4 separate regions of the Mus musculus genome follow, and regions 2, 3 and 4 are each linked to region 1. The links are chromatin contacts, called in public HiCAR-type and promoter capture Hi-C maps. All regions are on one chromosome and are shown on one strand. The core of a region is the stretch at or near the end of the contact, and the rest is flanking DNA. Distances in the headings are between cores, read along the strand shown. Region 1 holds the start of Cntn5 (contactin 5). Region 2 holds the start of Cep57 (centrosomal protein 57). Region 3 holds the start of Mtmr2 (myotubularin related protein 2). Region 4 holds the start of Pgr (progesterone receptor).

Region 1 (6,841 bases), core at 1,843-4,342:
ACTTTTAAAGTGAACCAGCTTCTAACGTGGACTTCTTGACCACAAGTGTTCAGGAAATAGACTTGCAGGGATGCATAGCTCTGAGCTTCTGACCAGGTTCCCTCCTGCTTTAAAGTGCTGAGAAGTTCATTAAACATCTTAAGCATCTCAGAAACATACAACTGGGTTAGTCCACATTTGTACTTTGAGGAATAAGAAAGAAAGGCTTATATATATATATAAGCTTTTGATACCAGAGTTTGAGAATCTAAACACATAAAGGCATATATGTTTTTGAGGAGAAATCAGGCATTTCTTTATATTCTAGTAAGAGCATTCAAATATATTTCATGTGTAATTACAATAATAGGTAGTCAAGTGTGTGTAATGGTGTGGATGAAGTAAATTGTAATAATGCACATATCTTAGCTGTATAGATTGTAGAACAGAGAGATTTTGGTGACATGGCTGTACTTCTATCTGTTATAAATTGTGTTGAGCAAGCCTAAATTCTATTTACCAAAGTCATCCTCACAGCATCATAGTTGGACAATTTGTCCTGATTTTATATCAGTCTTTACAGAAACATAGCTTTTGTTTCATCTACCAGTACGGAAAACTCCACAATGCCTTTGCCAGCACACCCCCCACTTGCTAACTTCTGATGAGCTCTCTGCCCTTCACTGACACCCTCTCTTCCCAATTGCTAAGTCAGCTTAACCAGCAAGCCACACTCCTACCTGCTACCTTGGAGGTAGTAAAGGTTCCACAAATGATCAAACAAAAGGACACTTAAAGAAACCTATAACAAACAAGTTACATTTTCCACTAAATTAAACTAATTAAAGTGCAGTTTAAAAATATTTTGGTGCACAGCTGATTTATAATGTTTAAAAAATAAGTATGTTCTATTTGTAAATTTTAAGTTTTTTTTTTCTTTTCTTTCTGATTTATTACCCAGTCACTACTAGGTTTCAGGCTCCCTAATGGCCAAACTAATTTTACAAACCTTGAGAAATTTTCAGGTATATCAGCCATCCATTCAAAAATTCCACAACTCTTTCTTTCCAGATACTTTTCAAAAGTACGTGAAACTCCCAGAATCAAGCCAAAGTGGAACACTCAGTTCATCATAGCACTCATTTTCATTTTCTAACTTCGAAGTTTTCTAATTTTCTATTTGCTTGCATATGAAACCAGAGAGTGGTCTAATACAATTTATACTCTGATAGTTTTCAGAAGTTTTAGGTAACATTAAGGTGTTTACCCTTCCTTAATTCGAAACACCAGTCTTTACACTGAGCAGTCTGTTTATCTAACCTCTTTTACATCTGGTGTTCCAACTAAGATAACTAGTCCAAAAAAATTCTTCTATATTACATTTATTGTTTTAACTTTTGAGTCTTAACTGTATTCCTTCTACCACTAATTAGATTGAGGTGACTTTTTACATAATACATCCACTGTTTTAGCCACTTTGTAAAATCTATTTGTATATAGTCATTGACTGTTTATCATCTCATCAATATAAGCATGCCTGCCAAGCTTAAGACTCAGGCTTTGCACTGTGAAATACTAAAATGCTTCCAGCATGAAATGAGAAATTATGGGAAGCACGACAGGTGAGTTGTTCACCACTGGCCACTGACACTTTGCAAGCATTTCTTCCTGTCTTAGTCTCAGTTTAGTCTTGGTGTTAATCAGGATGCAGAACTTATAGCTTGCAGTGACATTTAGAGGTAATCCAGAAGGTGTGCTGCAGCCCAGTAGCAACCAATTACATTTACAACACTTTGTAAGCTTAATTCATTGTTTCTTTTTTAAATGACACTGCTATTTTAAGGTTTGCTACTGTTTTCATTTCTTTCTCATGGCTAAGACTCAGAATCAGAGCAGAGAGCTGAATTACCTAAATGACTTCTTTTCATAAAAGCATGTGAGCTGTGTATGGGTAAAGCCTCACACACATCGTACTATTAAAGCTCTCTTGCAAACCTGTCCTACAATTACCATGCTTTTGTCTTACTTATGCTAATTTTACATAAAATTATTCTGAAATATTGATGAATTCTTTTTCTTTTTGGAATAAAATAAATTTAAGCAACCTAAAAATTTTCAGGTTGTCATAGCAATCCTCAGCTTACTGAACATCATAGTCATAGAAATTGAGAAAACACTCTCCCCACATCCCTATAAAAATAAGAAACTGGGAACATATATTCAGCAAACATCTATGCACAACACGTGGGGGAGATCACTCAGCATAATTCGAGGTTCCACTTTTCTCAGTTTCCCAAACTTTGCAGAACTCTGCTTGCATCTCTCCTGCATTTTAACAAGTTATTGCACCACTACATGCCCAGGTATTCTGTCTGTATTCTCAGTTATTCGGTCTATGAGATTCTCAGCCATGACCTGACAACACCATTTCATTTTTGTCTTCCAAAGCATTTTATTACTTTGGTAAGAAAATATTCTTATCCCTCCTGACATTTGCCATCCAAAAAGCATACTTGCTTCTAGTTTTTTCCTCCTGTTTCCGGTGGCTTTATGAAACATACAATAGGTTTTACACTTGCTTCAACTTTTCAACATCAAATCCCAGCAGAGAAAAACAAACAAACAAACAAAACAAACAAACAAACAAAAACCCACTGTTTTCCCTGTCTTTAAACATGCACCAATGAACAGTTTTTACCTCTGGCAACACGACGAGGAAGGATGGCTTTGCAGAAGTGATTGTGTCAAAAACCCTAAGTGGCTGGGAACCAAAGTGCAGCATCACAGGCAGCAATCACCAGCGAAGGAATGCCAGCCACTTACCAATGAGACGCCAGCTGCCTCTGTTCATTTTGGTGATTCTCAATCCTCATCTTCCATCCTCGTGCCCTGGACACACCTCAGGTGGAGCAGTTCCTTAGGTGCTCCACAGCCTGTGACAGAAGAGAAATCGCAGAGTTCTGAGTCCTTCACTGGGAATTTTCCTCTGGTTTGCCCTGCCTCTCCCAGCAGAAGGGACCCAGGTGAGGCATCCTCCTGACTGCCAGCTTTAATGGCACTTGGCTGCCATCAGTTGCGTGGGGCGGAGTAGTTGAGAGATGCAGGCAGGTGCAAGTGGGCGCCTCCTCCCGCTGCTGCTCCGGGCTCGCGCGCGGATGCTCCAATGCGTCCACGCGCCCCGCGCCGCGCGCCCTGACTGGCTGGGTCTCTCCCAGAGTGGCCCGCGCCCCTCCCGCTCCGCGCTGTCACCGTCGCCAGGCGCCTCACTGCTTTGCGCTGCAAAGGCTCATTTAGCATGTCCCTGCCTGTAAAAGACTGTATGCCTCAAGCAGGGCTTTGGATTTCTTTCTTTTCTTAGAAGGTACTCCCCTGGCATCACTTGCTAACCGATTCCCTCCCCATCTTTTTCTCTCCAAAGTCATGAAGGCTGTTCCCATACCTGGCCACCTCTCCACTGAGAGCTAACAGTGCTGGCAGAGTCTGGGTCCTTTCCTCCCTTGGCCTGCCACTGTCCCTGCTGATTGCCAGGCTGTGTTGATAGCTCAGACAGCCAGAGGCTCAGATTCACTTATGTGGGCTCCAGAGCAGAACTGGCACTTGGGAGAGTGTGGTTAGGTTCTAACTGGGAGGCAATTCTCTTTTTTTATGTATACATGCGAGTTTCATCTAAGAGTGCTGGGATAGGGGGTGTTATTACTTGTCCTTGGGAGTGATGAGTGGGGTAGTGGTTTAGAGTCAGCTCTGAAACAGCAAAAGAAATAGCAGTTTGTTATTTTTTGTTGTTGTTGTTGCTTTTTGTTTTGTTTTTGTTTTTGTTTTTGTTTTTCGGAAAATGTCAGTGTCCAGAAAAATCACATTGGAAATCACAATGTCCAGAGTTGAAAAAAAAAAAAAATTGCCTAGATAGTAAATCTGCGGTGACAGCTTTAGTGTCATTGTTCTTCAGGTTTCTCCACTTTCCCTGTCTTTGAGTGCTCCAGTTTCATGTGTGTGGTGGTAATCCAGTATTTATGAAATACATTTTGTTACATACATTTTGTCTCCAACTCCATGTGGCTTGCACCTGTACGTGACAAGTCTGGAATCACATACTCTCTTCTCTGCCAGCCTATCTACACTTGGAACTCTGCGTGAGCTTTGGGCTGCACCTGAACCAGGAGGCACACGCTATTCACATGTGTGTGCGTCCAGCCCAAGCCTGCGTTCATCTGGATGGATCCTCTCCGCATGGCTTTTGCCCCCAGTGGCTGCGAGAGGCTGTAATTGGCAAGGAGCACAGAGCCAGTAGCTGGAAGCCAAGATACCACTGGAGCTCTCTGATCCCGTTCTTACAGCTTTCCTGGTAATTAAAATTAGTCGTTTTCCTGGTCCTTGGCTCTTTGCACATGTTATGCAAACATCAAGACTTTATTGAATGGGTACCCTCAGGATGTAGATTCGCTTCTTTCTCCACAGCAAAGACAATTAATGTGTATTTGCATTTAATGCTTCTCTACCCTTCCATACTTTTTATTTTCTTGTTCATGCTTTCCAGTAATTAGGTTATTTTCCTTATGTGTTAACCGAGGGATAGTTTGGGAGAGGCAAGTTTTCTGGGCGGCTTCTCTGCTATGTTGGCTCAATGCCTACAGCAGGCTGTTGTTTAGGGGAAAGAATCTCCAGAGTTTTATAAGCTCTTTAAATATACTGCAGACTAGATTCTGAATCTAAAAGCTTTAAAGCTTTTTCAAAAATTGTACAATGAGGTTTTAGCTATCAATGTTTGTTATAACTGACCACTTACAGCCTTCAGGTCTTGGAGTCTGAGCATGGTGATGCTTCACTATAGTAGATATACTGTGGGGGATCTGTTGCCTTTGTTATCTATTTCTGGGTCATTAAATCCTTTATTTTAATATCTGCTTTCAACTAACCTTGATCCAGAAAAGATGAAAGTTGACTTCTAGAAATGTATTCACTAAAACAATAAATACTGAATGTATCCCAATAAATCAAGGCATGAGATCATGAAACACCAGAAAGCATGAGAAAATTTGGTAAGGCCAGAAAGAACAGTGATGAAGAGGTTTAATCTGGCTTTTCTTACAAAGAATACTTCCTTTACAACACATTACCAGACACTAATGGTGAGAGGGATATATGCAGTCTTACAGTTAATAAGTAACAAAATCTGCCTCTCAAAAGATGGATGAGAGCCAGGTTTGGTGGTACATACCTATAATCTCAGCACTCTAAGAGCCTCATGCAAGACAATCATGAATGTGGGTACAATCTCGATGACATAGCCAGGGTTCATCCTGGACTATTTAGCCAGGCAGTTCTCAAATCAATAAATTAAGGAAATAAAAAATAATAATGTAGGTGGATTAAATCTGGCTCCCATTAAACAAAATAAATTTGTGAGTTAGACATACTGTAAGTTATTGTTTAAGCATAATGTAATAACGTAATATAAGATAATATTCTTTCTTTTTGAAATCTCCTGATCATTTGAGAATGAGAAAGATGTGGGGTTTGGATTAACTAGTGATGTAAGATTTTTTTTTCTCTTTGTGCAGACCGAAATGGCAGCTTCTAGTCATTACTTAGGACAGACAAATTTACTCAGTTATCTTTCTTCAGAATCTACACTGATTTTTGCTTCTTTATTACTTACACTGTTTAACAAATATATCGTATATTAATATGCATACATATTAATTTGTCTAACTTCATCTTTCTGAAGTAAAGCTTAGAATTTTGGTATCATGGAGCTTATTTTATGCTGTCTACTTTCTATTTTTTCTGAGAACATGAAAGTTATGTTTATTATGTACATAGTTGCACTCTGTCATAGCCACAGGGCTGGCATGTAAACAAAGAGAAACAGTGATGCTGAAAGTAAGAGTCTGTCCCTTTGGGTGAAGAAAGACTAACTTATGCTTTCTGAGTACTTATCAAATGGGCTCACAAATATCACTGTGCTTTTTCTATTACTATCATGTAGAATCTTTAAAATTATGGTATTGACTTAAGATGTTTAAATGCATGGAGCCATGCATGTCTGTTTATAAAACTGTAGTGCTGCGGACTTAATAAGATAGTATTAAAACATCACATCTCTCTATTTCACAGGGTCAGCAACACTTTGGATGGATCAACCCATTCTCTACCTTGATAAAATCTTGAACACTGAATGAATTAAAAGTATTGTTTCCTTAGTAAAGCTTTCAAAGCCTCCCTTATAGCACCTCTATCTAGCTATCATGCTGCCTTTTTGATCTTGTTGTCTAACTGCCTTTGTGTAAATGTCTTCATCTTTTTGTCTTCTAGTTTGCAGTGGGTGAACAAACAGATGCACTGCAGATGTGTCCTCTGTGCTATGCCTAAGCTCTTGTCTTGCTTGTGCTACAAATAACTTTCTTTACATCACAACCTTCCTATATTGTTCCTTACAATGCATTTGCTTATGTGAGGTCCTGAGATTCAGTTAAGTGATCACAATTGTTATTATATTATATTGTATACTACCACATAGCACTACAAATTGGCAGCAAGTCGGGGTCTCTAGTCACTTAGTCATGTGGGTTCACTGGTCCACAAGCTTTGCCCTTTATGACTGTGTTTTCTATTTGCATTGACTATATTGTTGTAATCTTTTGAATAATGTTGTCAGTCAAAGTGGAGGGCAGATGTGCTCAAGGAAAAATACAGTTAAGGAAATAAAATAAATATTACATTATCAGTTTACATCAATAAGTGTGAATTAAGTCAACTTTTATTTAAAATGAGCAAACATTGAGGTTTTTAATTTTTGTTTAGGTTTATAAAATCAGCTGTCCTACTAATGGAAGCTGATTTCTGGAAGCAGAATAGACAAATC
Region 2 (6,841 bases), core at 2,243-4,742, 2.9 Mb after region 1:
CATGGTGGCTCACAACCATCTGTAATGAGATCTGACGCCCTCTTCTGGGGTGTCTGAAGACAGCTACAGTGTACTTAGTTGTAATAATAAATAAACCTTAAAAAAATTGTGTTGAAGGTAACCTCAAAAACAGTTAAGTTTTCACTTCTTAAAATATTAAAATATGGTCAATGTTATTATGAATTGTCTGGTACCTTGAGAACATTGTGTTTTTATTGGTTAGCTAGAAATAGCTAGAATCAGCTAGAACCCCATCATTTAACATCAAACTAAGCTAAGTGATAACACTAAGTGATTATAACAAAATCACTTAGCTTACAATTCACAAAAGAAGCAGAAAAATGTATGCAATCACTTGAACCAAAAAACTAGTTCTAAATAGAAAACCCAACTAGCTCTTCCCTCTTCCAAACAAGCAGCAAGCATGTAACCGGTCTGTCTCTACTTAGCTTTTTAAAGTCTTGCCTCCAACGATTAAACCCCTCCTGGTGCCTCTTGTTCCCTTTCTCCTCTACATCTGTCCCAGGGCCAGGAAAGGGGAAAGAGAAAACCTTTTCCTAACCTACAAGACTCCTCAACCCTAGACTGATTTTGAGGTTTTTAAAACTGACTTTACTTCCCAGAACCCACTTAATGGTAGAAGGAGACAACACCTCCAAAGCTGTCCTGTGTCCTGTGGCGGGGGGGGGAAGGAAGAGGTAGGGGCATCATCATGCACACAATTAATAAAAACTATCAAAGACGCAAACAGCTCATCAAACACACCCATTACTCTCCATTGCTAACTTCAACAATCTCTCCGAAGCATGGCTCACTTTGCTGTCATTCACCTAAACCCTCAGTGGAGGAAGCAACAAGGACTGTCCCTTAATCCCACAGGCCTCTCCTTGAAAACCCCCTGGATTTCTAACCACTTTTATTAAATGCCAGAGTTCCTCAAGGCTTGGTCCTCAAAGTTCCTTTTTGTCTACAAGGATTCTTTTGGAAAGTCTCATCTACTCTCAGCTCTTTATTTTTTTCAGTAGCTTTCAAGTTTAAAATACAGAATTGAGATCTGAATCTAAAACTCTAAACTCACATTATTCATTGCCTACTTGGATGTCTCAATAGGCACCTAAAATATAAAATGGCTATAACCCAATTCTTGGTTAGTTTCCAAATCTGCTCCTCTCCCACCATACCAAAACAAGTGGCACTGCTATTTACTAAATTGCTCTATATAAACCCTAATAAGAGGTAATTTTCATTCACCTCTTATCTACCCTCTGCAAATCATTCAGGGTTCTTTTTCCATAACATATTTAGAATCTTTTATACTGCCATTTTGCTAGTTATGTTTTTAGTTTGAATTATGTGAAATACTATTTTGCACATTTCTTAAGTATGCTCTTCCAAACAGCTTGCTAATGACAATGATCCTTCCCATAATGTATAAACCTCCCATGTAATGTAGTGCCGGGCTGACCCTTGTTTCATTTCCTGACACTGTGTTTTGACACTGTCTCCCTACCAGTCTTTCAGCAATCTGGACTTTTTTGATTTCAAACACCCACAATACACTCTTATTTTCATTTGCTGCAATTATTCTGCCTGCAAAGCTCCCTTCTTCCCTTCAGTTGCCTGCTCACAAGCCTAACACTAAGGCATTCTCTGGACACCTTTTTATCAATGCAGCTCCAAGCCTACTCTTATATACATGGACTACGGTGGAGTAAAGAAGAGTTTCTCTTCTGTTTCCAATTCCAGACACAGAGTCACAAGATCCATTTTTCCATTAAACAGGCTTTAGATTTCTGTTGGGGCTACCATAAGGACTAGGGATTAACTACATCCCGGTGGCACTGCCTTGGTAGTAGCCCTGCAGTGCAGTTCAACTAAGTTTCCAATTTCTAAGTTTTGAGAGCAGAGAGCTCTCCTTTCTCCAGTTTAATCAACTGTATCTCTTATATAATTCACGTGTTCGCTGACACTTAGTTCTGATAGTTTTTCCTTTATCTTTCATTTATCTGGCAAGGAACTAACTCCCAAATGCTTGCTCCAACTCTTCTCCTTAATCTCCTCTAGTTCTTTGGCAAAGGTATACCCCACTATTTGAAAAACTTGAAATATTCTGACCTTATCACAAATTCTAGTAGCCACAGAAAGTCCAAACTGCTGAGATTCCTAAGTGAGACTTTCTGAAGGTGTTGGTAATCTCTATGCCCTCTTCCTCATCAGCTGTTAAAATTACCCAGAAAATTTCCTGACATCCCTCATTATTCAATTTTCACCTGTTTTTCTAGTTCTTCTTTATCAACTCTACCTTTATATAATCTCTGCACATTCGAAATTACCCTCTGGTGTCCGGAAATTACCTATTGTCTTGTCACATACCTTAAAAAACTTGCAGTGCTTTCTTCTCTTAAATTCCTTCAACACGCAGCTAGCTTATCTTCCTTTCAAGATCCTATCTTCCCTAATACTGCTAATCAATCTCCCCCAGACGCCTCTGGTATCAAAACCTGCAGCGCAGTAATTATCTAATTAGTACAGTGCTTTGCTCCTTCTTCAGAGTGGGATTTCTATTCAATTCCTTCCTGTAACTTTAGGACCAACGGTCGGCTAAGTACAGGAACATTTCTAAAAAGAACTCCAGTTTTCTCACATTTAATTCTTATTTCTTCCTATTGGAGCGTTTTCCAAAAGACTGAGCGCCACAATCCACTCTTAAAACATCAGTGACTAACTAAACCCGCAGGCTTAATTTTCCCGATCGCTTCTCCAGAGCAACTTTTCCATACAGAGTCTAGTAATGGGAAGTGGGAATGCCCGGGCTCCGCCTGCAAGGGTCGCGCAACAAACAGAGAGGCACGGCAGCAAGGGCGAAAACGCACTCTGGGGACCACGGACGCCTCAGCGGCTGCCACTCTACAAACCTGCACACCTACCTGTTAGTGAGTTTCCGAGACGGGCCGTTACGCTCACGTGACCGACAGAGCTTTGTGTTAGCGGGCCTGAGAGTGCACCAGCCAGGCTCGGGACAACGCTCCAAAGCACCGGCTGAGAGGACAAGGGAACGCAGGGTGGAAAAGGAGGTGCTCCAGAAAACACAGTTGCAGCCTCCGGGAGTGGCACGCGGCCTCGGGCAGCCCGCCATCCTGCGGGACGAGGGCTGACGCCAGATCGCGGGCCCCCTGAAAAGTGAGGCAACCCGGAGAGCCGTACAGGCCCACCTGGAACCCACGCGATTGCCGCCCCTTACCGAAAACTGAGAATCAGAAGCCGCCGAGACCGAGGCTGCCGCCATCTTCCCACCTGCGCAACCCCAGACGCCGTCCTTGAGCTCCTCCTCCGGATTCGACAGCCGCCCGCCTGGGGCAAGCGGAATCCAAGTCCCCGATGGAAGGGGCGGGCGAGCTGCGAACCCTATAGGAGCCTCGGTCTCGCAAACCACAAGGACGCCACACTCAGCGCGCACGGGAAAGGCAACGCGTCTTGATAGACGCCTTCCAGTGACCAATCAGAAAAGAGGACAACTTCTGGTGGCAGGGAAGAGCCCGCCTCCTCTCTCGGTGACGTCACAAGGTAGCGCATCGCGGAGCCTGCGGGAACGGCAACGTCTGAGTTGACAGACGGCTCTGGGAGCGTCTGAAAAGGGATGGATTTTCTGGATGAGGAAGCAAAGGCTAGGGCTTCTGGAACCTTCAGCGCCTGCTGAGGCGGATGACGGAAGCTGAATAAAGGAGAATGGAAAGTTGACATACTCCATCAGCATCCCAGGAATAAACTCCAGAGAGCGTTGCTTCTCCATTTGATGTACTGACCTTTCGGCCAATGACAAACAGAAGTAGGAGGGGCTTAAGGATATGGTCCAATGGAAGCCAAGGACTGAAAAAAAGCGGCGTTTCGTGGACCCCCTGGCCAATGGGCTCAAGCGCACCAGCCAAACGACGACTGGCCGTGGCTTGTGGGCGGGATCTTTTCAAAGCGGATTTCGCGCTCTGAGAGCGGCGGCTTCCTATTGGTTGGTACTTTCTCTCTTTGTGGGCGCTCCCTGCCGAACCTAGGCCAGGGACTGGGCGGAGCTTTCTAGTGACGTAAGGCTCTCTGTAGCCAATCGTAGAGAGGGACGCGAGACCGAGGAGGAAGCGGAATCCACCGCCTAGCTCCCGCTTCGTCTCCCTCCGCCGCGGTCCGGGCCTAAACGGGAGCGGCGGGGCGGGCGGCAGTAGGTGTCCCGGGACGGCGGCGGAGGCGGAGGGAGACGCAGGGGACCCGGCAGTTACCGGGACTGGGCCACAGCAGCAGAAGAGCCCGCGGGCGGGGCAGCCGAGTTCCCGGAGGCCCCGCCTGAGCGCGCGCGGAGGAGCCGGAAAGCAGGATGGCGGCGTCGGCCTTGTACGCCTGCACCAAGTGCACGCAGCGCTACCCCTTCGAGGAGCTCTCGCAGGGCCAACAGCTCTGCAAGGTCGGTGGGCGCCGGTCGTTCAGCGCACCGCTCCCCGCCAGGGCCCGGGCATTATATGGGCGAGCCCCGTGTCGACCGCGTCCCGCCTGCTCGCAGGTTGGGCTAGCTCGGCCGCTTCTGGCGGTCTCGGGTGGGGCTGAGCCAAGCGGCCACCAGTCCTCCGTGTCGCAGAGATTGGGTGCAGACTCTCTCATCCCAGCTTTGGCAGGGACTGCCCTCTCCTTCCACTGGGAGGCAGGGCCCGTGTTTGCACTTTCTTGCTAGCAACCCGAAGCTGCAGAGCTGATGGCATTCTGCTTCCCTGTCCCGGAAAGCGAAGCGACTGGTTTAGGAACAGAGTGCTCTCTGATTTGGAGCTCCTCCCATCCCATAAAAGCCGGGATGCTGTCTGTGAGCAATTGTACAAAATAACTAGTAGTTTCACATGTAAACCACCCCTGGAAGTCAGTCCTGACAGCTTCCTTAGTTTCTCTCTGTTCCATATACCCCCTCCGCACCCCCCCCCTCCACTAAGGACAAAAATATCCCCATGGAATTATACTCTGCCTGACGGCTGATGTGATAAGTCACCCAGTTGTTTACGTTGCCAGCCAGGTTTTATTGACATTTCAGGCACTTGACTAAGTCGATTAATTTCTACCAAAGAGTGAGATTGGGTCTCTGAAATAAATACTGACTTATGTATTATCTTATTACAGGAATGTCGGATTGCACATCCTATTGTAAAATGTACTTACTGCAGATCAGAATTTCAGCAGGAGAGGTTTGTATACTGAGCAGTCTTTCATTGTTACAAATTCGTATAAGGAATAATTAGGGGTTGTAATATTTGTGTTAAAGTGCTTTGAAAAACTGATTTGTTTTTGAAATTTAAAATTTAGAGCTACTATGTACAGTATGAGAGAAGACATTTAACTAAAGAAATTCTGGTTTTACATGTGAAAATAAGGGATAAAATTGATAGATGGAAAATGTACACTTCTGCCAACAGTCAAAATATAAGCAATTACTTTTAAACTTTTTTTTTTTAAATGGGAAACTGCTAATTAACCTGAGGAAAGAGCTACAGTGTTACTAACTGCCTTGGAAGACTGAAGTCACTGCCTTAAGCAGTGTGATTAGCACAGATGTTTTTAACAGGAAATCCCTCTTTTAGAGGACACAGAGTAAGCTCAAGAGAACAAGTCCTTTTATTACTGAGTATGTGGACATGACAGTGGAGACTGTGGACTGGGGAGTGCGGTGGGCCCTGATGCTGAGGATGTGCAGTCATGGTGGTGAGGGAGCATTAGAGCCAGAGGGAAGGCATTAGAGCTTCCGCTTTATCTTCTTTATAGAAAATATGCACTGAGCTGGGTGCCTATAAGCATAGTGTTTGGAGGTGGAGGCAGGAGAATTACTACTTAGAGACTAACCTGGGCATATGTCCTGAGACCTGTAGGCACTGTGTAATACATAAATTATATATGGAAAATTTGTCTTTAATAAAACTAAATTTACAGAAAACTATTCTAAAATTAGTACTGTTTTTGAGAAGACACTCATTGTTAATTAGAATAAGCAATGTGCAATCTTTGACTCGACCATTTACTTTAGGTCAGAATATGTTAGCTTACCCTGGAAAGCTACATGAGTGTAATCATCTGAATAATTTCCTTTTCAGTAAAACTAACACAATTTGTAAGAAGTGTGCTCAAAATGTCAAGCAATTTGGAACAGTAAGTATGTTTTCATTTCAAGTCATTATTACTGACTAGTTAATGTTCTTCATGACTTTTCTCATAAAACAGTCCAGTCTCAATACTTGTGAATCTGTACATATCAAAATAGCTCATGGAAGAAATTTCCTGTAGTCTTTTTTTTTAATTAATTAATTTATTTATTATATGTAAGTACACTGTAGCTGTCTTCAGACACACCAGAAGAGGGCATCAGATCTCATTATGGATGGTTGTGAGCCACCATGTGGTTGCTGGGATTTGAACTCAGGACCTTTGGAAGAGCAGTCAGTGCTCTTATCTGCTGAGCCATATCTCCAGCCCAATTTTCTGTAGTCTTGATGTGTAAATGAAATCATTTAAAAACAACTGCATGCTTTAGAGTGAATTTCAGTATGAAGTTTGTGAAGCTATCTTTTAAAAGTACAAATGAAGGAAATTCCTTAATGTGAACATAATTATTTACAATGTTAACATAATCAAGCTTTCTCCTGATTTGTGGAACTTTTTATATGGTAGTACTATTCAAGTGTTCAAAACTAATGACTATTGGTACAAATTGGCTGATACACACACACATATCTTTTATATTTATATATATGCATATATATATATGTTGGTGATAGTAACATATCAGTGCTATTTATGATTGGTCAAAGTACTGACCTTAAGACTT
Region 3 (6,841 bases), core at 2,716-5,215, 2.8 Mb after region 1:
TAATTCTTCTCTTTTAAATGTGGATATGTATATTTGTGAGTATATTGTATATATGGAAATCTGTGTACTTGCATAGGGGCACATGCACATATGTATGGAAGCCTCCTCTGCTTTGGGTGCCTGACCTAGTTCGGTTCTTTGCTGCTATAATAAACTCCATGACCAAAAGTGTCTTGTGGAGGAAAGGGCTTAATTGGCTTATGAATCCCCATCACACTTCATCATTGAAGGAAGTCAAGAACCATGAAAGAAAGCTATTTACTGTCTTGCTTTACCCAACCTGATCAGCTAGCTTGTTTGTCTGCCTTCCTTCCTTCCTTCCTCCCTCCCTTCTTTCTTTCTCTTCCTTCCTTTCAACTTTTGAGTCTTTGTGAGTTTTACATCATGTATTCCATTCCCACTCATCTCTCCATCCCCTTCCACATTTGCAAGCCCCTTCCCCAAAGAAAATAAAAAAATACACAAACAAAACAACACATACAAAATATCTCTTTGTGGAAGCTACAATGTCTCACAGTGTGTCCCACAACATACCCTTCTGTCCACATATCTTTCTCTTGAAAATGTTCATTTCAATACTCATTGGTCTGGTTCAAGGTCTCTGGTTTCTGTCACAAATGTTAGTGATCCCCAAAGACACAGACAGGGCCAATCTGATGCAACTCACAGCAGGGTCTTTATTCTATTCGAGGTAGCTCAGGTGTCCCCAGGGCACCACCATCACACAGGATGGTTTTTTTGGGGTGTGTGTGTGGCGGAATATCTATCAAGGCTTTATAGTAAACAGCAAACAGGAGGTGGTGGTGGTGGTAAGTGTGCAAACATCTAATTGGAAAGCTACTGTGGCCTTTAACATAATTGGCTGGTGCTGGGAGTCATATAAACTTAAATTTCTGCTCCCTTCTACATGGGTGGCATTAGGCAAGGGGGGGCCTTGTAACCTGGAGGTGCAGGTTTTGTTGGGGGAATAACTTGGAAACTAATGCTAGGTACCAGCCTGTTAGTTTATCTGAGTTCAAACTTAGGTCAGGTTCTCTAAAATGGAGTCTGAACTTAAAAGATTTGGCCTTTCAACAGCATCACTACTGGATCTTCACCAGGACTCCTCCTGGTTATCCTGCTATGGTCCTTTGCCATGAAGATCCTGCAGCAAGACCAGCCCTTTCAAGAATTCTAACAGTTCACAGATGATGTAGATTTTAGGGGTGGGCCTGGCTGGTTCAACTTTCTTTTTCTTTTTTTTAAAAAGATTTTTATTTATGTGAGACCACTGTAGCTGTCTTCAGACACACCAGAGGGCGCATCAGATCCCATTACAGATGGTTGTGAGCCACCATCTGGTTGCTGGGAATTGAACTCAGGACCTCTGGAAGAGCAGTCAGTGCTCTTAATTGCTGAGCCATCTCTCCAGCCTTAAGCTTGCTTGCTTTATTGTGTTGTCTAGAACCACCCTCCTGGGGATGGTGCTGCTCATAGTGGGATGGGCCTGCCCACACTCATCATTAATCAAGAAAATGCTCCACAGTCATGCCCACAGGCCAATCCAATGGGGGATTCCTTAATTGAGGTTCCTTCTTCCCAGCTGACTCTAGTTTGGGTCAAGTTGACAGAAACTGACTAGCTCACCATACTTCTTGTTTTGTGAGGCAGACTCCTTCACTTTTGCCTGAACTCAATTTGACTAGACTGGCCGGCCAGGTGAATAAGCAGGAATGCACCCATCTCTGTCCTCTTGGCAGTGAGATTACAATCGAGCCATGAAGCTCTCCCTCCCATTCTCTCTCTCCCTCCCTCCCTCCCTCCCTCCCTCCCTCCCTTCCTTCCTTCCTTCCTTCCTTCCTTCCATGTAGGTCCTTAGGGGATGGAGTTCACATCTTCATAGTTGGACAGCAAGCCTTTTACTGAGCCATTACCTGATGCTGAAGTATTCTTAAAAAAATGAGGCATCTGGGGTGTAAAAAAGTCTTAGGTTCATATTTCCTGGCTTTATGACATAACAAGCAATGCGTGAGATAAATAATGCAGTGATTTAAACTTCATCTGAAATTATTCTTTGCTTTTTTATTCTTCTTCATTCCGGTTAGATGTAGAGCTAGAGTGCTTGGGGAAGAAAACCAACAATAACAACAGATCTATTTACTAAGAACTTCCTGTGCAACTGACTGTTAAGAAAAACAACCTGTTCAGTTGTCAGAGATGAACAACAAACATTCAAAGTAAGTTTAGTGACAGAATCAGGATTGCAATGCAGACTTTTCTGGTTGCAACCCCTCTCCATTTGATACTGTTCCATAATAACTAGAGAGGGTCATGCACAAGTTATATTACCAGGAAGCCAGGTTTGTAATAACCAATACAGTGCTAGAAATGGGTCTTTCATTTAAGGGTTCATTCTTCTTCAACATTCATAGTTGGGAAGACACAAGTTGAAGTGTTAGGCGATCATTAGCATTTAAAAAGTCTGATAGAGAAAGAGAAGCAATAGATGCATTCTATCGTGAATCTTACAGATATTTGTGTTTGTCAAAGTGTTTCATTTCACTATTTATTTTCCTGGGCTATCAGAGAGGTGCAATTAAAATCTCTTGAAAAATTTCAGAGATGAAAATAATTGCTTATCATTTATCCTGGTCACCTGGAGATGAACAGATTTTTCTATCACGTGTTCCCAGCTCTGCTTTTCTGTTTTATCACAGGCTCAAAAAACAATGGAGCCAAGTGACCATGGACTGGAATCTTTGAAACCATCAGCCAAAATAAATCTTTCATTGGGAATACTGTAAAGGAAAGCTAGTACACAAATTATTTCCTTGGTTCTATAAATTATGATTGTGTTTTAAAACCAAGTTTTAAATTAAATCTAGTTTGTAAGAACACAATTATATTTATCCTAGCAGGATTTTTTTAAAAGTTTCTTTTATTTACAGAAATAATCTTTGTGTTTTTGCTTTCCAGACGTGTGAGGTGTTTAAGGCAGAGTCACAATTAGAGAAATTCCTCCAGTACTTTCCTTCCTGTGTCCTGAGTAACAGAAAGTCACGGGTATTAACATTCCCTCTTTACCCAGTTTCTGTTCCTTTATCACATTCCATCTCCACACTCCCTTCCTGCTTTGTAAGGGAATATGAAGCAGCACACCGGAGGTAAGTCTGTTCTCCATGTTACATCATGACATTCAGTAGTGTTTTTGTCTAATTCTTTTTGTGATTTTAGCAGCTTCTCCCTCATTCTCACTTCAATACTTACTATGCCTTATAGGTTGGTGTCAATGTGCTTATCAGCTACAGACACACTTTCAAGCCACTTTAACCCATACTTTTGTCACTGGAGGCCTGAAAATTCAACTCCATTCTCACTTTCCTTTGTATAACGCTGTTCAGAGATGGAAATTTCCCTTCCCCTCCCCATTCAGGGTAGCTGTTACTATCTTTCTCCTACAAACCACTTGTTAGTGGTCTGTCATCCTTTAGTTTTCTTTCATTAACAGTTACCATTTATTAAGTTTGTTAGGTTGTTTATATATTGACTACTGTCTGAGTGCTTAAGCAGGCATTGCTTTAGGCGTTTTATATTTATCAATAGTTATTCTGTGAGGTTAATATACTTACACAGAAGGAAGCAGATGTAAATGCAAGGTAACTGGAGGCCGTGGGATCAGTCTGCTTAGCTTCACTGTTACCGTTACAAAATGGGTTCTCACATCACGTATGATCTCACATCACTACTTCTAACCTCACCCTTAAATACCTCACCCCCTCATCCCACAGGCCGCCCACATTCCTCTCATTTTCCTCGAGTCCACCTCTCCCAAGCCGTCACATCTTGTGTTTTCTCTGACATACTAGTGTCCTCTTCCTTCTGGAGATTTTCCTGTTAGCTGACTCTCACTGGGCGGCCAGGCGCATGCGCATCGCTCCGCTTTGTAGCGCCACGGGGCCCGACTCCCGACAGCCCCCGCGCGCAGTGCAGGCTGGGGGAACATGGCCGCTTCCGGTCTCGGAGCCTGCCTGGCGCGGGGCTGACCGCGGCTGCGGCCCCGTGCGCTCCTCCCTCTGCATCTCGCGCCGGCGGCCGCGGAGGGCGCAGCGGCCTCCAGTTTCTCGCGCCATGGAGAAGAGCTCCAGCTGCGAGAGTCTCGGCGCGCAGCTCCCGGCGGCAAGGCTGCCCAGCGAGGACTCACTGTCCAGGTGAGGCCGGGCGTATGGGGACGGAGGCCGGGAGCAAGTGTAGATGGAGACGCCAGGGCGTGCGGGAAGAGAGACTGAGGCTGCTCCTGCGGGAGGGAGGCCGGGGCATGCGGAGGAGAGACCTGGGCCTAGAGAGGCTGGACCCCGAAGAGGGCAAAAGCCGCGGGCATCCCGTGGGTATGGAGAGCCCAGCAGAGCAGTGCTTGCTTCCTCCTCTGGGCCTTTGGTGCGAGAAGTGAAAATACAGTTTCTTTATGGCCACTGCCCCTCTAATTCCCGCTCATTTTCCGGTCCTAGATTTTGCTCCAGTTGTGTTTAAGGACGCAGCGTTTTTTACTTTATCAGGAGTTCAGTTGTCAAGGGCGTGACATTTTCATTCTTGTGCTCTAATCACAGTTTGGGGACCAGCCCATTACCAGACAAGAGGCTTTAGAGGACACTGAGACAAGCGTGCTTAGATTTGAAATGGAGAGGGGACGAAGCCTTCAGAGTCAGCTTCTCAGCTTAAACATCAGTGACATTACCATCACAATATACATTATATGTGGTGTCTGTTTGGAGCATTCTTCAATTAACTGTAGATAACAGCTTTATTATAGAACTTGTCAGTTTAAATTTTAAGCTTAATGTAGGCAGACAGCCACAGATGAATCGAATGTACAGGCAAGGTAGACTGTTATTTCCACTTACTGTGTTAAGTGTTTATCTAAATTATTTCAAGTTTTGTTTTGTTTGTCTACAAAGTACTACAAGCAAGTATTAATGTTTGATTATGATAGCTCAGCTTTTTTCTGCCCGGTCACTCCAAAGTTGTTTGTTTGTTTACAGATGCTCAAATAAATTATCTTATTTGCTTTCATACATTCTACAAAATCATCTTTAATATTTCTCAATGTATCACACAATTTCTTTCACCCAGTAGATTGATAAACGTATTACTATTTAAAAGTGTCTTTGTGTGTGTGTACTTGCATGAGTTCATGTGTACCACAGGCATGGAGGAGTCCAGGAGGTGAGATTCCCTTAAACTGGAGGACAGGTCGGTGTGACCCTCCTGTGGATGCTGGGAACTGAACCCTGGTCCTCTGTCAAAGTAGCAAGTGCTCTCAACTGCTGAGCCATCTCTTCAGCTCTCACTTAAATTACTGTTGAGTTTAGCTATGAGAATTATTTCTACTTGTTGGAGAGTGGAGATTATCTCAGTTTAGGAAAAACTCCAAGTTTATAACTGAAGTTGATAAAGCCCTAATGGTCTCAAATGCTTCTATTATGAGATGAATTTAGTTGAAATACTGTGTTTGAATAATTATTTTCTGGGAGTAACATAAATATGAAAGTAAACATAACTCATTTCAGGGTCCCTTTTTAAGGTTATACACAGTGTTAGAGTTGGAGGAATGGCTTGGGAAGTATAGCTTCTACTAAAAGTGTGGTTTGATGGATTACATGAGAGTCATTTTAGAGATGTTGGTTTAACTTTGCCTTCTGTGTCATATAGATCTGATTTTTTGGCTTGAAAAGACCATTTATTTTTTCTGTATACAACGTTCAGAAATTTCTAATCAACTGTGGTGCACACTGATGGGTGACTCTTGCTTGGCATTGCCCTGTTGAGGCAGTTCCTGGGTACTCGGTACACATATGGCTCCCCTTTGCTAGGTAACATCCTGGTCATCCTGCTGTTTCTATTGTATTTTGTTGGTCTGTCTCTGACTCTTTGTTTAAGTTGGACTCTGGAATATAAATATAAATAAGTACTTACTGTAGGCCAGTTGTGAGGGCTCGGCTAGACCTGCCCTTCAGTGGTGGCGATATTACTACCTACATCTAGTTTCCATCTTCCAGGCTCCCATTAAGCTTCCAGCAACCCCAAGCTCATCCTCAGCTTCCTTGGATGTGAACCCACCTGGCACCCTGTGTGCTCTTTATTGATAGCATTTTGTTTTCTTTCCTGTTTTGGGCATAGCCCTGTCTTTATTGAGCTTGTTAAGGCCTCTTTTTTTTTTTTTTTTTCTTTTGATTACTTTGACTCCTATTTTCTAATTTTCCCTGTCAGTCATTTTAATGTGTCTTTTCTTCATCATATATCCTCAAGCTGTAGCTATTCTGGGCAATATTTTATTTGTCTTTGGTTATTTTGATATTTATAAGTTGCTTTCTAGTTGATAAATTTATTTGATTGCTTGGTCCATGTCCCATATTTATGCCTAACTTTCACCAACAAAGCAAGAGGATATTCATATACTGAAGGCCATTCACAATTGCTTTCTTACGCCTAGTCTCCTGAGTGCCATAATTATAGGTGGACACCATCCTTCCTACCCCTCAACTTAATTACACTTTTAAATTGTAAGTTAACGTCATTTGAAAATAATGAATCCTGGGTTACTGTTTCTGTGAGTTTTAATCATGGTCTTTAGAAGTAAAGAGTTCCCAGATGCCTGAAGCATATTTTGTTGCAAAATCTCCTCTGTAGTTTTAGCTTCAAAGTCACTTTAAAGTGATATGTTGGCCGGAAATAGGTTTCTGTGTTTCTTCAAGTAGTGATAGTTATATAATACCACATTCTTAGGTATTCCCATTGTGACTCGTGGTGTGTTTCTGAGGCAGCTGGCCAGGACTAGTGTCAGAAGTTATAGATTCAGGATGAGGTG
Region 4 (6,841 bases), core at 1,205-3,704, 2.0 Mb before region 1:
AGTACTCAAAGTGTATCATAGTGGTCTACACAAAAGACCGGATAAAGTGGTACTAGGGCTCAACTGTGTTCACCCATGCAGAATTACAGATTAAGCTTTCAGTTAATTGCTCCATCTTGGAGTAGAGAATGTAACTTCCTGCTCCCACATGCTTCCACTCATATTGACTCTTACTGCTCATAGTGACTTACTTCCCAAATGTGGAACTAATACCCATATGAAGGACCCTGAGAATCACTGCTTCACACAGGTGCTCAAGGCCAACAGCCTACTGTGAGTCCTGTCAGTGTGAACCCTTTAAACACCACTTGCCAAGTTTAACTTTCCTTCCCAAATCCATGAGCCATGACCACTTAAAGAATGTCACCCTACAAGAGTTCTCAGGAGTATCGAGGTCATGAAATACAAGGGATGTCTGAGATCCATCATAGCCAAGAGGATTCTGGGAAACAATGATAACAATGAAACAAGTTGTTACAGGTAGAATGTTAGAAAAGAGAACAGATATTGAAAGAAAACTGTATATATTCTGGGCATTAGTTAACAACCATGCACCTGCCTGAGCTCACTAATAACAACATGCAGGAAGCTGCACAGTTACTCTGTATTCGCTGGTAGATTTTGCTATGAATCTAAAACTATTCTGAAAAGGGATGCCAGTTGATATAAAGTCTTAAAAAAAAAAACTTATGTCGAAGACAGAGCATAACCTAACACCTAGTAAAGCAGACAAGGATCTTTAGACGTCCTAGTGTACAGTGATAGGATGCAGATCATCGTCCTAGTGTACAGTGATAGGATGCAGATCATCGGTTACTGTGTGGGTAGTAATGTTGCAAAGAAAGGAGGAGGAAGGACAGTATGCAGAGATTTTAAAGGGAATGTGTGCACTTTTGGAGGCAAGTTTTCAATATCTTACTCTGTCTTTAGTCAAGGTTCCCCATATACATTATACATGTATATGCTCCTATAGGAGACTACCTGCTAGCCTCATTTCTTTGCTTCCCACACTTATTTCTATGCACTGTCCAGAATGCCTCCACCCCCAGCTCCCACACTCCGGTTTTACCATTTGATACCATAAAGACATACAATAACTGCTTCCTTGAATTCTCTTCTCCCTCCCTAATTCTCACACATTTAAAATTAGTCAGCAATATCTCATTGCTGGAATAGTCCACACCCAAGCCCAATGGTCCAGTGTAACAGCAGCAATTCACGACTATGTAGCACCTCCCTGGTGATTGACATCTAGGCACCTTGCCTCCAGCAGCTCTGCCATCTCTGCAGTTTTGGAGCCTTTCACAAATCTTCTAGACCTGGCTGAGAATAACTGCAGGCTTCAGCATTAAAATGGCCTGGAAACACTCAAAGGCATTTCCCAAACGACTAACTCACTTTTGAATAGCGATGTGTCACGGCATCCACTGACTGGGCTTGAGAGTGGACAGCTTATGACGGTGTATAAAATAAATCATATTACTCTCTCCCCTCCACAGTGTTCTCATGACTTTAAAGGTGATTTATTCTTAAAGCTCAATGGTAATTATTCTAAGAGTAGAGAAACATAGAGGGGAGAAAATGCCATTTAGCTTTCCCAGTGGAAAACTTAATATGTGATGTAGATATTTAGTAAGGACTGAAGAGAACCTCATGAAAATCAGAACAAACAGAATATGACACTCAATGTCCAAACTCCCCATACAGGCAGCGATGTGTTACCAACTGTCTTCCATCCTTAACTGCTAAGTCACATTGGTGGCCCACTTGTCACAAGAATAGTTTGAGCGTGTTAGAGGAAGGCTGGACAGGCAGCCAGTAAGGTTGTTCAGTGTCAAACTCAGGATGAGTTCTATCTCCAGAATCTGCATGGTTCAAGGAGGAAATCCACTCTTTGGGGCTAGTCTTAGACTACCATATGCACGCGACACATGCAAGCACTCACACATATACACACAGAGCACTTGCTGCTCCTGCAGAGAACCCCAGTTAGGACCTCAGCACCTATATCAGAGCACCTGCAACTTCACCTCTGAGGGCTCTCACCCTCTCTGCTGACGTCTGAGCAACTATATAACCATGTAACATACACTCCCAGAGACATATACACGTAATAAAATGAAAATACTTGAGATCATTTTATACCTTTTATACAAAAAATAAAATGTCACGATATGTCACTGTCTGTGTTGAATATTTACAAATATTTTCAAATCCTGAAATCTTTACAACAACTTTGCTTTTTATAGGGTGGGGCTGGCATGCTTCTTAATTCAGTACAAATTCTGATATGTTTAGATTTCTTCTCAAAGCATCTGATATTCCAGGTGGAATCAGACTAGTGAGTAGCTGGAATTCCAACGCCAGAGATTTAGATCTAGCCAGTGATTGGCTAGGGAGGGGCTTTGGGCGGGCCTTCCTAGAGCGCCAACGCTTGCTAGAAAGCTATGGAGCCAGTCTAGACTGTCACTATCAGTCTTTGTAGTATTTACGGGTGCGAGGATTCTGACATTCTGCTAACTTCTCTTAGCTTTACTAGAGCAACCTGCAACCAGAACTCGCTGGGATTGTAGAGAACCTAGGGAGCCATAGAGACTGTCGCTGCAGGAGAACGAGTAAGAATGGGCTACGTCTTAGCCCCAGGTTTTTGGTGAGGACTGTAAAGCAAACTTCCTAGGATGTCTAGGTTTCAACAAACATAAGAAGTCCGGAGATAGCGGGAGTCCTTTTTTTCAGCACCGGCCACACCAGTTCCGGGTCTCCCATTCAAGAAGAAACACGAAAAAAAGTCTCTCGAATAACTCCCAGTTCTCAGACCAGACCAGCTTGCTCCAGCTACTTCTTCCTGTCCTCACCCCACCGCGACCGGGACAGCGCGACTACCACCCTTCCTCTGCGTCTGGGTGGAGGGTAAGGACAGGAGCTGACCAAGACCGCCCCTCCCAACCAGGAGGTGGAGATCCCACGGGTCCTGCGACTCTACACCCACTTCCTCCTCCCTCTGCCCCTATATCACCGGCACCCCCTCCTCCTTCCCTTTTCCCTCCTCCCAGGAGACAGGGGAGGAGAAAAGGGGAGCTTGGGTCGTCATGACTGAGCTGCAGGCAAAGGATCCGCAGGTTCTCCACACGTCTGGCGCTTCGCCCTCCCCCCCACACATCGGGTCCCCCTTGCTTGCACGCTTGGACTCAGGTCCCTTCCAAGGGAGCCAGCACTCGGACGTGTCGTCTGTAGTCTCGCCTATACCGATCTCCCTGGACGGGCTGCTTTTTCCTCGGTCCTGCCGGGGTCCCGAGCTCCCAGACGGAAAGACAGGGGACCAGCAGTCGCTGTCCGACGTGGAGGGAGCTTTCTCTGGGGTAGAAGCCACTCATAGGGAAGGAGGCAGAAATTCCAGAGCCCCGGAGAAGGACAGCAGACTCTTAGACAGTGTCTTAGACTCGTTGTTGACTCCCTCCGGGACCGAACAGAGTCACGCCAGCCCTCCAGCCTGCGAGGCCATCACTTCCTGGTGTCTCTTTGGGCCAGAGCTTCCAGAAGACCCCCGCAGTGTCCCTGCTACCAAAGGGTTGTTGTCCCCGCTCATGAGTCGGCCAGAGATCAAGGCTGGCGACAGCTCCGGGACAGGAGCAGGACAGAAGGTGCTGCCCAAAGGACTGTCACCACCCAGGCAGCTGTTGCTCCCTACCTCGGGGAGTGCTCACTGGCCCGGGGCAGGGGTGAAGCCGTCCCCGCAGCCAGCTGCAGGGGAGGTGGAAGAGGACAGTGGCCTGGAGACCGAGGGCTCTGCAGCTCCGCTTCTAAAGAGCAAACCTCGAGCACTGGAAGGCACCGGCAGCGGAGGAGGAGTCGCAGCCAACGCGGCCTCAGCGGCCCCAGGCGGTGTCACTCTGGTCCCAAAGGAAGATTCACGGTTTTCTGCTCCTAGGGTCTCCTTGGAGCAAGACTCTCCCATTGCCCCCGGGCGCTCCCCACTGGCCACCACAGTGGTGGATTTCATCCATGTGCCCATCCTGCCTCTGAACCACGCACTCCTGGCCGCCCGCACCCGGCAGCTGCTGGAGGGGGACAGCTACGACGGCGGGGCCACAGCCCAGGGCCCTTTTGCCCCGCCTAGGGGCTCGCCCTCCGCGCCATCCCCGCCGGTGCCCTGCGGTGACTTCCCAGACTGCACCTACCCTCTGGAAGGCGACCCCAAAGAGGACGTGTTCCCTCTTTACGGCGACTTCCAGACGCCTGGCTTGAAGATCAAGGAGGAGGAGGAGGGCGCGGATGCTGCTGTGCGCTCGCCGCGCCCCTACCTGTCGGCTGGAGCCAGCTCCTCCACCTTCCCAGACTTCCCGCTGGCACCCGCGCCGCAGCGAGCGCCATCCTCCAGGCCCGGAGAAGCGGCGGTGGCCGGCGGACCCAGCAGCGCCGCGGTGTCGCCAGCGTCCTCCTCCGGCTCCGCGCTGGAGTGCATCCTGTACAAAGCGGAGGGCGCGCCGCCCACGCAGGGTTCGTTCGCGCCACTGCCGTGCAAGCCCCCAGCCGCCGGCTCCTGCCTACTACCCCGGGACAGCCTGCCGGCCGCCCCGGCCACCGCCGCAGCACCCGCCATCTACCAGCCGCTCGGCCTCAATGGGCTCCCGCAGCTGGGCTACCAGGCCGCGGTGCTCAAGGACAGCCTGCCCCAGGTCTACCCGCCATACCTTAACTACCTGAGGTGAGCACTTGCAGGCAGCCCTGCCCTGCTCCATTCCCCCATCATCTCTGGGTGGCAGGATGGCCGCGGGGGCTTGTGGAGCTGGTCTTTGGAGACCCAACAGGCATTGTCCATTGCCTCCCTTTTTCTTACATTTGTGTGTGTGGTGCGGGCATAAAAGGGAGTGCAGATATACCATTTTATTGTGTACCATTCTCCCAAACATTGCCTGCAAACTTCCTGAAGCCTGAGCACCCAGGTTCAAACCCTGAGGCCTCGCTCTAAGATCTTTGATTGTGCTGAGGATTTGTTGGGGACTTCATTAAATACTTTGTAAGAAGGACACCCCCCCCCTCCGTGTGTGTGTGTGTGTGTGTGTGTGTGTGTGTGTGTGTGTGTGTGTGTGTTGGGGAGGCTGAGATGTAAAAGCCAGTTTTTCTGGAAGGGGTGGGGCTTAACTGTGGCTTCAGAACTGAAATCAGAAAGCCCTTAGGGATCTATCTGCACAGGTCTCTGGCCTGATTTTCCTAGGAACATCAAGAGTGTGGTAAACTGCAGGAGGGAAGTGTTTGAATGGTGGGTTTAAACAACAATTGCAGGCGACCAGAGCATGGAACGCTCACACTGGTGCAGACAACTTTACTCCCCTCATATATGTCTTCAAGAGCATTTTCCCCACATACTGAAGTAATGGACTTGAAAAGGAAAAAACATGCTCAAGTTTTAGAGTCTCAGATGCAGTGACTAGGCAAAATAATGTCAATGTGTTAACAATGCCTTGAAGTCACAACTATATTTATATGTTGGAGCAATCAACTGTTCCAGAGTTTTCAAACCGGAACCAGTGCTAATTCCAGTTAAATTCCTAACGCTCAGCCGTGTTTGTTGTGACCCAGCATTGAGGAAGGAGGTCATATTTCATCTGCCAAAGGCAAAATCACTTCTGTATAAGGAGCTCTTTTTAAAGGAGTGTTTCTAGCATTTGTGAACATGGAAGGATGCACCTGTTCCCCTTTTATTAATGTTAATGATTTGTGTGTTCAAGGAATCCATTATAGGGAGTTTAAGATATCAAGCACCAAGTTTAGTGCACTGAAATTCAAATATGTGTGTATACGTATGTATGTGTATATGTGTGTATGCATGTAAGTATATATGTATTTTGTATGTTTATGGTCCTAGGAGCTGGGGATGTAGATCAGTTCCTAGAAACTTTGCTTACCTACCATACACTGAGCCCAGAGTTCTGTCCCCAGCACCTTAGAAACTGGGAATGGTGGCAAATGCTTCTGTTTCCAGCACTTGGAAGCTGGGAATTCATGAGTTCAAGGCCAGGCTTTGATATGGAACAAGTTTAAAGTCAACCCAATTACATGAGGAGACCTTTAGCAAAAAACTAAAACACAAACAAAAAACCTATAAATAAATACTATGATTCTATTTTAAAGATACTCATAGATACCAGTTTAGAAAAGCTTTCTTCATCAGATAGCAGTGTACCTAAAACTAAACAGAATCTGTTTGCATTTCAAGGCCAGATTCAGAAGCCAGCCAGAGCCCACAGTATGGCTTTGATTCCTTACCTCAGAAGATCTGCTTAATCTGCGGGGATGAAGCATCTGGCTGTCACTATGGCGTGCTTACCTGTGGGAGCTGCAAGGTCTTCTTTAAGAGGGCAATGGAAGGTAGGAAGCTTCCTCCTCATTCTCCCTTCCCTCTCATTGTCATGGAGACCATCCAATCCTTTATCCACTTAGTTATGCTCGTTTCTAAGAAATGATGGCCTTTCTTTCCACCTGAAATTATGATGCTCTTTTAACCAGTTGCATTGCCTACAGTACCCAAGAGTGAACGTGGTTTGCTATTATAAGTGTATGCTGTGACTCACACTTTCAACAGTACTCAAGCCATGACACTGGCGAGAGATTCTCTTCCTCTCAACAGCTTTACTCTAGTGATGTGTTCATATATATCTCCTGAATAAACAAAACACTGGGTTTATAGTAATCAAAGCTACATATGTGTGCATATTTGTATATGTGTGCATACATTTACATACATATGTCACACGTTCACAGAATACATACAAATATATGGGATATATATACATATGTATATATATGTATGTATATATATATCATATAATACAATTGCAAA

What was found. Promoter capture Hi-C pulls out the DNA fragments that hold promoters and counts their contacts. HiCAR-type assays count read pairs that join an accessible place to other places.
Region 2: a contact with region 1 is called in a HiCAR-type map of astrocytes, with 4 times the contacts expected there. The contact joins the promoter of Cep57 here to the promoter of Cntn5 in region 1. A contact is called at or near these places in 1 of 39 promoter capture datasets (hippocampal neurons) and 1 of 115 datasets of contacts at active chromatin or transcription factors (astrocytes).
Region 3: a contact with region 1 is called in a HiCAR-type map of astrocytes, with 6 times the contacts expected there. The contact joins the promoter of Mtmr2 here to the promoter of Cntn5 in region 1. A contact is called at or near these places in 1 of 39 promoter capture datasets (hippocampal neurons) and 1 of 115 datasets of contacts at active chromatin or transcription factors (astrocytes).
Region 4: a promoter capture Hi-C map of hippocampal neurons shows a contact between it and region 1, with 5 times the contacts expected there. The contact joins the promoter of Pgr here to the promoter of Cntn5 in region 1. A contact is called at or near these places in 2 of 39 promoter capture datasets (hippocampal neurons and liver).

The regions. Positions count from the first base shown.
Region 1 is chr9:10,901,683-10,908,523 of GRCm38.p6, forward strand. Cntn5 (contactin 5) reads right to left here and starts at 3,093. Exons shown (of 25, transcript NM_001170787.1): 1 at 2,803-3,093. Gm32710 (a long non-coding RNA gene) reads left to right here and starts at 2,763. Exons shown (of 3, transcript XR_001779092.2): 1 at 2,763-3,002; 2 at 4,087-4,321; 3 at 6,094-6,841.
Region 2 is chr9:13,823,615-13,830,455 of GRCm38.p6, forward strand. Cep57 (centrosomal protein 57) reads right to left here and starts at 3,493. Exons shown (of 11, transcript NM_026665.4): 1 at 3,242-3,493. The coding sequence starts at 3,286. It overlaps Fam76b (family with sequence similarity 76, member B), which reads left to right and starts at 4,102. Exons shown (of 10, transcript NM_176836.4): 1 at 4,102-4,447; 2 at 5,146-5,210; 3 at 6,111-6,165. The coding sequence starts at 4,361.
Region 3 is chr9:13,745,214-13,752,054 of GRCm38.p6, forward strand. Mtmr2 (myotubularin related protein 2) reads left to right here and starts at 3,966. Exons shown (of 15, transcript NM_023858.4): 1 at 3,966-4,187. The coding sequence starts at 4,108. Gm39291 (a long non-coding RNA gene) reads right to left here and starts at 3,989. Exons shown (of 3, transcript XR_870544.2): 1 at 3,609-3,989.
Region 4 is chr9:8,897,379-8,904,219 of GRCm38.p6, forward strand. Pgr (progesterone receptor) reads left to right here and starts at 2,455. Exons shown (of 8, transcript NM_008829.2): 1 at 2,455-4,705; 2 at 6,218-6,369. The coding sequence starts at 3,090.